Linked DNA regions of Mus musculus: regions 1 and 3 are each linked to region 2. The links are chromatin contacts, called in public HiChIP or PLAC-seq maps. All regions are on one chromosome and are shown on one strand. Each heading gives the region's core, a stretch centred on a gene start, on an enhancer-like site or on the middle of the called end of the contact. The rest is flanking DNA. Distances are from core to core; before and after follow the strand shown. Region 1 has its middle 24 kb from the start of Gm25810. Region 2 overlaps 1300002E11Rik (RIKEN cDNA 1300002E11 gene). Region 3 overlaps Igf2bp2 (insulin-like growth factor 2 mRNA binding protein 2).

Evidence for each region. HiChIP or PLAC-seq counts read pairs in DNA pulled down with a chosen protein or histone mark.
Region 1: an H3K27ac HiChIP or PLAC-seq map of embryonic stem cells shows a contact between it and region 2, with 2.2 times the contacts expected there. The contact joins two enhancer-like sites. A contact is called at or near these places in 1 of 484 Hi-C or Micro-C datasets (embryonic stem cells) and 2 of 115 datasets of contacts at active chromatin or transcription factors (bone marrow-derived macrophages and embryonic stem cells).
Region 3: a contact with region 2 is called in an H3K27ac HiChIP or PLAC-seq map of embryonic stem cells, with 6 read pairs. The contact joins two enhancer-like sites. A contact is called at or near these places in 2 of 39 promoter capture datasets (frontonasal cranial neural crest and second pharyngeal arch cranial neural crest) and 3 of 115 datasets of contacts at active chromatin or transcription factors (bone marrow-derived macrophages and embryonic stem cells).

The regions. Positions count from the first base shown.
Region 1 is chr16:22,199,207-22,201,906 of GRCm38.p6, reverse strand. No RefSeq gene overlaps it. Among named protein-coding and RNA genes, the nearest start is that of Gm25810, 24 kb to the left of the region's middle. Within about 2 kb of position 1,261, at least 29 of the 459 cell types and tissues checked have an H3K27ac peak or open chromatin away from gene starts, as enhancers often do. A contact at or near this core is called in embryonic stem cells, where this site is marked.
Region 2 is chr16:21,806,691-21,809,390 of GRCm38.p6, reverse strand. 1300002E11Rik (RIKEN cDNA 1300002E11 gene) reads right to left here. Exons shown (of 3, transcript NR_037958.1): 3 at 351-713. Among named protein-coding and RNA genes, the nearest start is that of 1300002E11Rik, 14 kb to the right of the region's middle. Within about 2 kb of position 1,325, at least 12 of the 459 cell types and tissues checked have an H3K27ac peak or open chromatin away from gene starts, as enhancers often do. A contact at or near this core is called in embryonic stem cells, where this site is marked.
Region 3 is chr16:22,139,175-22,141,874 of GRCm38.p6, reverse strand. The region is part of intron 2 of Igf2bp2 (insulin-like growth factor 2 mRNA binding protein 2); the gene reads left to right. Among named protein-coding and RNA genes, the nearest start is that of Igf2bp2, 23 kb to the left of the region's middle. Within about 2 kb of position 1,279, at least 18 of the 459 cell types and tissues checked have an H3K27ac peak or open chromatin away from gene starts, as enhancers often do. A contact at or near this core is called in embryonic stem cells, where this site is marked.

The DNA.
Region 1 (2,700 bases), core at 12-2,511, 390 kb before region 2:
AAAAGATTTTATCTATTATTATACATTAAATACACTGTAGCTGTCTTCAGACACACCTAAAGAGGGCATCAGGTCTCATTACGGGTGTTTGTGAGCCATTATGTGGTTGCTAGTATTTGAACTCAGGACCTTCAGAAGAGCAGTCAATGCTCTTAATAGCTGAGCCATCTCGCCAGCCCCATGTTCCAAACTTATATAAGTGAGAGGCTGATGCCATAGAGTTGAGTTCCTGTTTTGACAAGACTCCTGGCTCAGTGTCAGCCCTGGAGAGACCCTGATGGGATATCAGCCCTGGAAAAACCCTAGTGGGACTGGGACCTCTGTCCTCTCACCTGGACCTGCTGGCAAGGAGCTGGCACTGCCCCTTTCCCTGGGCATGCCTCCTAAACATTGCCAGGGACCAATAGAGCTGCAACACCTACATTGTAATTCTGAAGTTTACAAAATCCTCTCAATGTACTAATGTACAACTGCCTCTCTAGATTTTACTTCTTCCCAAAATCTTAACTCATAACTGTCCTTTTCTAGAGTTCAGCTGCCTCTCCCTGGAGTCTACTTGTTCAAATGTTTTTTAGCCTATGCTTAGAATTGCACCCCTTTATCTCTGTCTTTCTTCACGGTTTTATTTATTCCCTGCCTTACTTTTTCTTTTACCTGTATCAGGATGATTCTCTCGGGAGCATTCATTCCCTTGTCTGACATCTAAGATTCCTAGTATCGGGGTGGGTAAGATGACTCAGAGACTGAGTGCACTGTCTGCTATTCCAGAAGAACCAGGTCCCACATGACAGTTCACAATTGCCTGTAACTCCAATTACAGGGGATCTGACACCCTCACATAGACATGCATGCAGGGGAAACACCAATGCACATGAAATAAAAATAATAAATTATATATTTTATAAATAAACAATATACAATAATATATTAATATATAAATATAGTATCTATCTATCTATCTATCTATCTATCTATCTATCTATCTATCTATCTATCTATCTAGATTTCCAGTAGCCAGTGTCCACATTTTGGTGCCCAGTTGGCTTATTATTCAGGTATTACTTCTTGTTGTGTCCTTGCTTGGCTTCCCAGAGGAACTTGACCTGACTGAGGGCAGTGAGGGGATGAAGAGAAAGACATGCATAGAAGAGCTGGGGTGAAGTTGCCTCTCTGATGGAAAGACTGTAGTGTTGTGGATGAGCCTGGTGCTGTTGGTATTTTGATGCTAATTCTGCTCTCCTGGGATGGGTTGAGGACATGGAGTGAGTCACATGACTTACTGTGAACCAATGCCCTAATGAATAAAGGAGCCAATCACTGAGCAGGTAGGAGGGGCTTCTGGGTTGGATGGAGGAAGAGAGGAAGCAGGAGAGAGTTAGGTCTTTTTAGAGGGGGATAGCGTGAGAACAAGATGTAGCTATGAGTGCTTCCCTGTTTCAGTGGCAGATCCATCATGATTTGCTACGGGAAGGTTTAGATTTAATAAGGCTTACAAGTTAGGATTTTAGTTGCTGCGCCCAGCAATTGAGTTACCCTAGTTTCTGAACTAACATTGTATTGTGTTTTCCTTCATGCAGTGGCTTCTCTGGGTTCCAGAGAGAAAAATACTGTGGCAAAGCATGAGTTTCCCTGAGTTGCACCACAAAGGCCGTGGGAGATCTGAAGCATGGGACTGGTGTGGTAACGACCCATCAGTGGGAACTTAGCGAGCTGGGTGGAGACGTTTTTGGGAGTTCTGGGCCAGAGAGTCTCCATGAGATAAAAATAGGTAGGCCATTACCCACCAGTGCATGGCTAGCCAGGCTGCCAGAGCAGAGGCACAAGTGTAGAAACATGACTGTATTTTTTGTTTGTTTGTTTGTTTATTTGTTTGTTTTTTGTGACAGGGTTTCTCTGTATAGCCCTGGCTGTCCTGTAACTCACTTTGTAGACCAGGCTGGCCTCGAACTCAGAAATCCTCCTGTCTCTGCCTCCCGAGTGCTGGGATTAAAGGCGTGTGCCACCACGCCCAATGACTGTTTCTTTTGTTTGGTTTTTGTTGTTGTTGTTGTTGTTTTTTTTTTTTTTTTTTTTTTTTTTTGGTTTTTCGAGACAGGGTTTCTCTGTATAGTCCTGGCTGTCCTGGAACTCACTTTGTAGACCAGGCTGGCCTCGAACCCAGAAATCCGCCTGCCTCTGCCTCTGCCTCCTGAGTGCTGGGATTAAAGGCATGCGCCACCACACCCGGCGACTGTTATATTTTTTAAATATTATCCGTAACACTGTAGCCTCCAGGACTCACAGCATTTTTATTATATACATTTGGCAGATAAACAGGGAGGCAGAGTTTATGGTATATAGCTGAATCGACATAAATACCAGTGTGAGGTCTATGGTAGACATTTTATTTTCTTTTTTAAAAGGGAGTTGTAGAGAGAATATCTTATTTTGTTTTAGATTTACTTATTTGTTTGTTTGTTTCATGTATATGAGTATACTGTAGCTATACAGATGGTTGTGAGCCTTCATGCGGTTGTTGGGAATTGAATTTAGGACCTCTGCTTGCTCCAGTCAACTCCACTTACTCAATTCTAGCTCGCTCCAGCCCAAACTTTATTATTATTATATGTAACTATACACTGTAGCTGTCTTCAGAGTCACCAGAAGAAGGCATCGGATCTCATTATGGGTGGTTGTTGGAATTTGAACTCAGGACCTTGG
Region 2 (2,700 bases), core at 76-2,575:
CTATGTTGGCTCACAGTTCCCGTACCAAGGCAGTCAAGGCATCAGGAGCACCACAGTGGCCGATCGGTCACACCGCGTCCAGACAGGAAGAACAGGACGGGAAATGCTGGCTCTCTGTCTGCGTCCTCCTTTCATTAAGTCCAGGGTGCAAGCCTAAGGAATGGAGCCACCCATAGCAGGCTCTTCCTATCTCAGATAACCATATCAAGATGATCTCTGTGTGCCAGAGGCTTGTTTCTTAGAAAGTTCTAGATGCTATAAAGTTAACAATCAACACTAACCACAACTCCATCCTTTAAAACTTGACATCCAAACACAATAATTTGAAGCCATGGACCTTTCAACCCATCTTTCCAGAATTTCATGACCATCTGTTTAATTTTTTTTATTACAACTATTTTCGATCTGTGTGTGTGTGTGTGTGTGTGTGTGCATACTCATGCATGTGCCCGATATATGTGAGTGCTATAGAAGTCAGAAGAAGTTGCAGGAATCAGCTCTCTCCTTCCACACTTTGGCTTTGGGGATTGAACTCAAGTCAAAAGGTAATACAATACTTTCTGAGTTTTCCTGGCAGCCTTCATTGTCATCTTATAATGCAAACATATGTCCAGGACAACTTCAAAAGTCCCCATATTCTTCAACAATTCCAATACTGTTCACAAGTCCAAAGCCTTATTTCAGATTTGAGGTAATCTCTTAACTGTGAGTGCCTAGAAAATAAAAAAAACAAGTTACATAGTTCCAAAATAAAATGACATGAGTGACCATTCCTATTCCAAAAGGGAGAAATGAAGGCATAGGAGAGAATAATCATGCCCAAAGCAAGCCTAAAACCCAACAGAGAAGACATCAAGCTTGCAGTACCAAGTCTGCCATTGGGGTGACGGGATCCCCATCCCTCCGGACGTACCACTTAGGCACACTCAACTTCTCCCTTGAGTAGCTTCACTCCATGGACGCTGCTTTCCCTGTCAGATGTCCCATGGGTCTGACATCAACATTCACAGCTTCAGGCAGTAGCCTCTCAGGCCCTTTGTGGGACTATGACCTTGCCACACTACCTGGCCTCGGCTGCTCTCTGAAACTGTGGAGCAAGAATCCACCACCTCTTCAATCTTGCATCTTTCACTGATTTCAAAACCTGTACCAGGTAGACAACAACGCCAAGTCCTGCTAACTCCAGACATGTCCTGGCTCCCTGGACCATAGATCTACCAGCTTCTCTGAGCTGACCCCAAGGGACTCTTCTAGGCCATTGCTCCCAAGGAATCAAGAACCCATTCAGTTCAGACTTCCTCTGACTGACTTTGTATCCTGATAAGTTGGAGTCTGGTGGGTGAGGTTTGCCTTCAGGGCCTTTTCTATTGTCAGGTGCAACTCAGATTTCTCTTCAGTGACTGATCTCTTTAACAATACAACTGTTTCCCCAGCTGTGAGGAGCGGGTGTGGCGGCAGTCCCAAAGGCGCCAGGGACTGCAGCTAAGTCGTATGACTTGCACCTGACTTCCTCATATAAGCCACAAACATCTTGAGAGCTGCGCAGGTGTACCGGATACCGGTGAATCCATTTTGATGGAGATATGCCCCTGCTGCCCTGATTAGCTGAAGCTGCGTGCCTGGTGAGGTGGCGTGGCCTGCTGTGCGTGGATGGGAACTGAGAGTATAAAAGAGTGAGAGGCCCAGGGTTCGGGGGAGATATAAACAAGGGAGATATAGAGAAAGAAGAAACAGGACTGAATAAACGTGTGCAGAAGGATCCTGTTGCACGTCGTTCTTCCTGGCCAGTTGAGCGCGCGCAAGACCCAGCACCAGCCTGGTTGCAACCCTGTCTTGAGATTTTTTTCTGCCAAACAAATTGATCTACTCCCTTTAAATTCTACTTGACTAAGTTGCCAGGGCATGGGCACAATGAAGCCAGACTCTCTGCTGAAAGGTCACATGAATTGCCCCTGCCCAGTTCATGACTGAGTCCTCTCGTTTTCCTCTGAAACCTCAGGACTTCACTGTCTGCATTTCTCTTGTTCCCCTCTCCAAAGTTCCCAGAATAATGACCCATTACCTTCTGCCTAAAATATGCAAGGGTTTTTTCTTGTCTGAAGTTCTAAACTCCTCCCCAATTCTTCCCACAAACTAGTTTCAAAGGCCTAGGAGCAATATGTTCAAGCTTATCTATAAAAGGCCTCACTTCCTGGTATCAATTTTCTTAGTTACTCTTCCTACCGCTGTGATAATAAAAGCAACTTAAGGGAGGAGTTTATTTTGGCTCACAGTTCCAGAGTGCAGTCCACTGTGCCAAGGTAATCATGGTATCAGGAGCCTGAAGCAGCTGGTCACACTGTGTCCACAGTCAGGAGGAACAGGATGATAATGGTGGCCCTCTGCCTGCTGCCTTCTTTCATGAAGTTCAGGATGCAAGCCTATGGAATGGAGATGCCCACAGGGGGGTCCCCCTACTTCAAATAAGATCACCAAGATGATCCCTGACATGTGTTTCCTAAGAGGTTCTAGATGCTACCAAGTTGGCTATCAACATTAGCCATCTCAAGTAGTCTGTTAGAAAATGAACTACAAAAACCTGAGGGACAGTAGTGACCAATCAGGTAAGGCCCTGAGAAACTATGATAAGGTTTAAGGTTTATATACAGAAAGAGCTATTACTCAGGGTATTTAAAAGAAGTTAAAGTAACTAGATAACAA
Region 3 (2,700 bases), core at 30-2,529, 330 kb before region 2:
AAGACATCACAACAGGAATAGCTGATTGCTCACATCTCAAACCACACACAGCACGCAGAGAGCTCACTGGGGATGGTAGGAGTTGTTTGAAACCAGTGGCACGCCTCCTTCAGCAAGCCCTAGCAGCTTAATCCTTCCCAAACAGTTCTACCAACTGGAGACCAAGTATTGAAGCATAGGTGTCTATGGGGGCCTTTTTCATTCAAACCACCACAGAGGTATTTATGAGTGCTTTCCTTGGGAAACAGTTTCATTCTAGGCATCGAGTCTCAGCCAGGTCATTTCTTTTAGAGACTCAAACATTGTGGCTGGTGCTTTAGTCTGCTGGTGGGAATAAAGGGGCTTCTCTACCTCATGGTGATGTTGTATTGTGTTGAAATAACCCATTCATCCCCACTGGGCCCCCTCCTGTTTTCACGTCTCTGTGTGTGCTCCACTGTGTTTGGTAGTCTCTTGTGCAGCTTGCAGAGGCTACACCACTGGGGAACAGAACTCCCCCTCTGGAACGCTTCTAAATGCCTGTAGCCCGTTAAGGCTGGGATGGGACACTGTTCAGAACAAAAGATACTCAAAACCTGTGGATACCCCCAGGATGCAGTTCCTGTTTCCCACATACATCCTCTTCATCATTTACTGCCAAACCTTCAGCAAGGGATTTCTGAATGGGAAGCATTGGATTAGTACTGGAAAGTCCAAAGGTAGGAAAAACAGAGAGCCTGTCAGCCTAGAATTCAAACTAGCATGCATCATTAGCATGATCATTCCCGAAATGGCTGGGGACAAGGTCCAGTCAGCTCGTGGGGCAGGCAGTAAATTGCAGAGGCATTGTAAAAGTCGTTGTGAACGCAGGGAAATTGGCAGCTCCCTTCAGCCCCATAGTCTCCTTGAACGCCCATCTAAAAGGTCTTGTCCTACATCAAGTGTCTTCTGGCCCTGAGTGGCTCTCTCCAGATCTCAGTTATGCTCTCAGTCATAGGCCTATGTGTCTGTTTACAGCCCGAGCAGGAAGGAATGAGGCACTCATGGTGTGTGTTCCTCAAGACTGGCTGTGGGCGGGGATCCCCAAGGATGGAAATACATTGTATCTGCTTTATTACAGTTTAATTTTGGTACCATTCTTAGGGAAAAGTATACTCTAATAAAGCTGTTACCCTTTTAAATTGACAGGTAAGCAGAAAATGCTTTTGTTCAGTTTTAGTCTCTTGTAGCCCAGGCTAGCCTTGACTTTTCTGTATAGTTTCAGAGAAGAACCTTGAACTCAAGCCTCTACTTCCCCATTGCTGGGATTGCAGGCTTGCATCAATCACCACACAGGGAAAACCCCATTTCTCTGCCAACACTGCTGAAAACCAATCTGAAACCTTAGCACGCCTTTCCAAAGTGTAGGTTAATTTTTTTATTGGATATTTCCTTTATTTACATTTCAAATGTTTTCACCTTTCCAGGTCTCCCTTTCAGAAACTCCCTATCCCATTCCTCCTCCCCCTGCCTCTATGAGGGTGCTCACCCACCCACCCACCCACTCCCGTCTTCCTGCCTTGGCATTCCCCTACACTGGGACATCGAACACCCTCAGGCCCAAGGGCCATTCCTCTCACTGATGTCCAACAAGGCCATCCTCTGCCACAAATGCAGCTGGAGCCAAGGGTCCCTCCATGGAACCTCTTTGCTTGGTGGCCCAGTCCCCAGGAGCTCCAGGGGTGTAGGTTAATCTTTTAAGGAGGTAAATTAGGATAACAATGATGCTCTTTAAACAGAGAAGGCTGAGTTGAAGGTTCTCAGTGTGGCCTGTGGGCCAGGCACATCTGTACTAGGCGGCGGCGGGGGATTCCTTAGAATTGTAAAGTTGGAGTTGGGGTGGAAAATATAAATGCAAAGAGTATACTGAATCAGAGCTGCTGATGGCGTATAAGTGCATCTGGACGGACATCCTAAGTATGTAGGGAGTGACCTTAGCCCACCTGATCTTGGGGGGCTGGGCTCTGGCACAGCTTTGTGTAGGTAACAGCCAGTACTGATATGGGTGGCCAGAAGTTTAGAACACACTTCCAGTTGTCCTCTGAAGTGTCCACCTCCTGAAAGTTTAGTAAAGAAAAGCTTAAAGTTGTTTGTTTAGTTGGGTCTTGCTGAGCAGGCATAATATCACACTATAAACATACCCCAAGAGAAAGCACCCTAGAAAAGTAGCTTGGGGTGGGGACTGGAGTGATGGCTCAGTGGTTACCAAGGACCCAGTTTGGTTCCCAGGACTCACATGGAATCTCATGACTATCTGAAACTCCAGCTATAGGGGATTTCACACCCGCTTCTGGGCACCAGGCATGAACGTAGTGCACAGACATCTCTGTAGGCAAAGTACTAACAGAAACATAGGAATCTTAGAAATAGTTAAGTGTATGTGGGTATATATCTGGGAGTGCTCGTGCGTGCACACACACACAGAGACACCCCCCCCCCCCCTTGTGTGTGAGTGTACAGAGGTGAGGGGTCAACGTTGGGTGTCTTCCTCTGTTGCTTCCTTCCCTCATTTTTTGAGACAGGCTTTCTCAGGAAACCTGGTGCTCAGTGATCTAGCAGGATAGAATGGCTGGCCAGCAAACTCTGGGGATCTGAGGGTACAACTGAGGTTGCCCTGCCCAGCTTTTATGTGGGGTGATGGATTGGAACTCAGCTCCTCACACTTTTATTTAGTGAGCCATG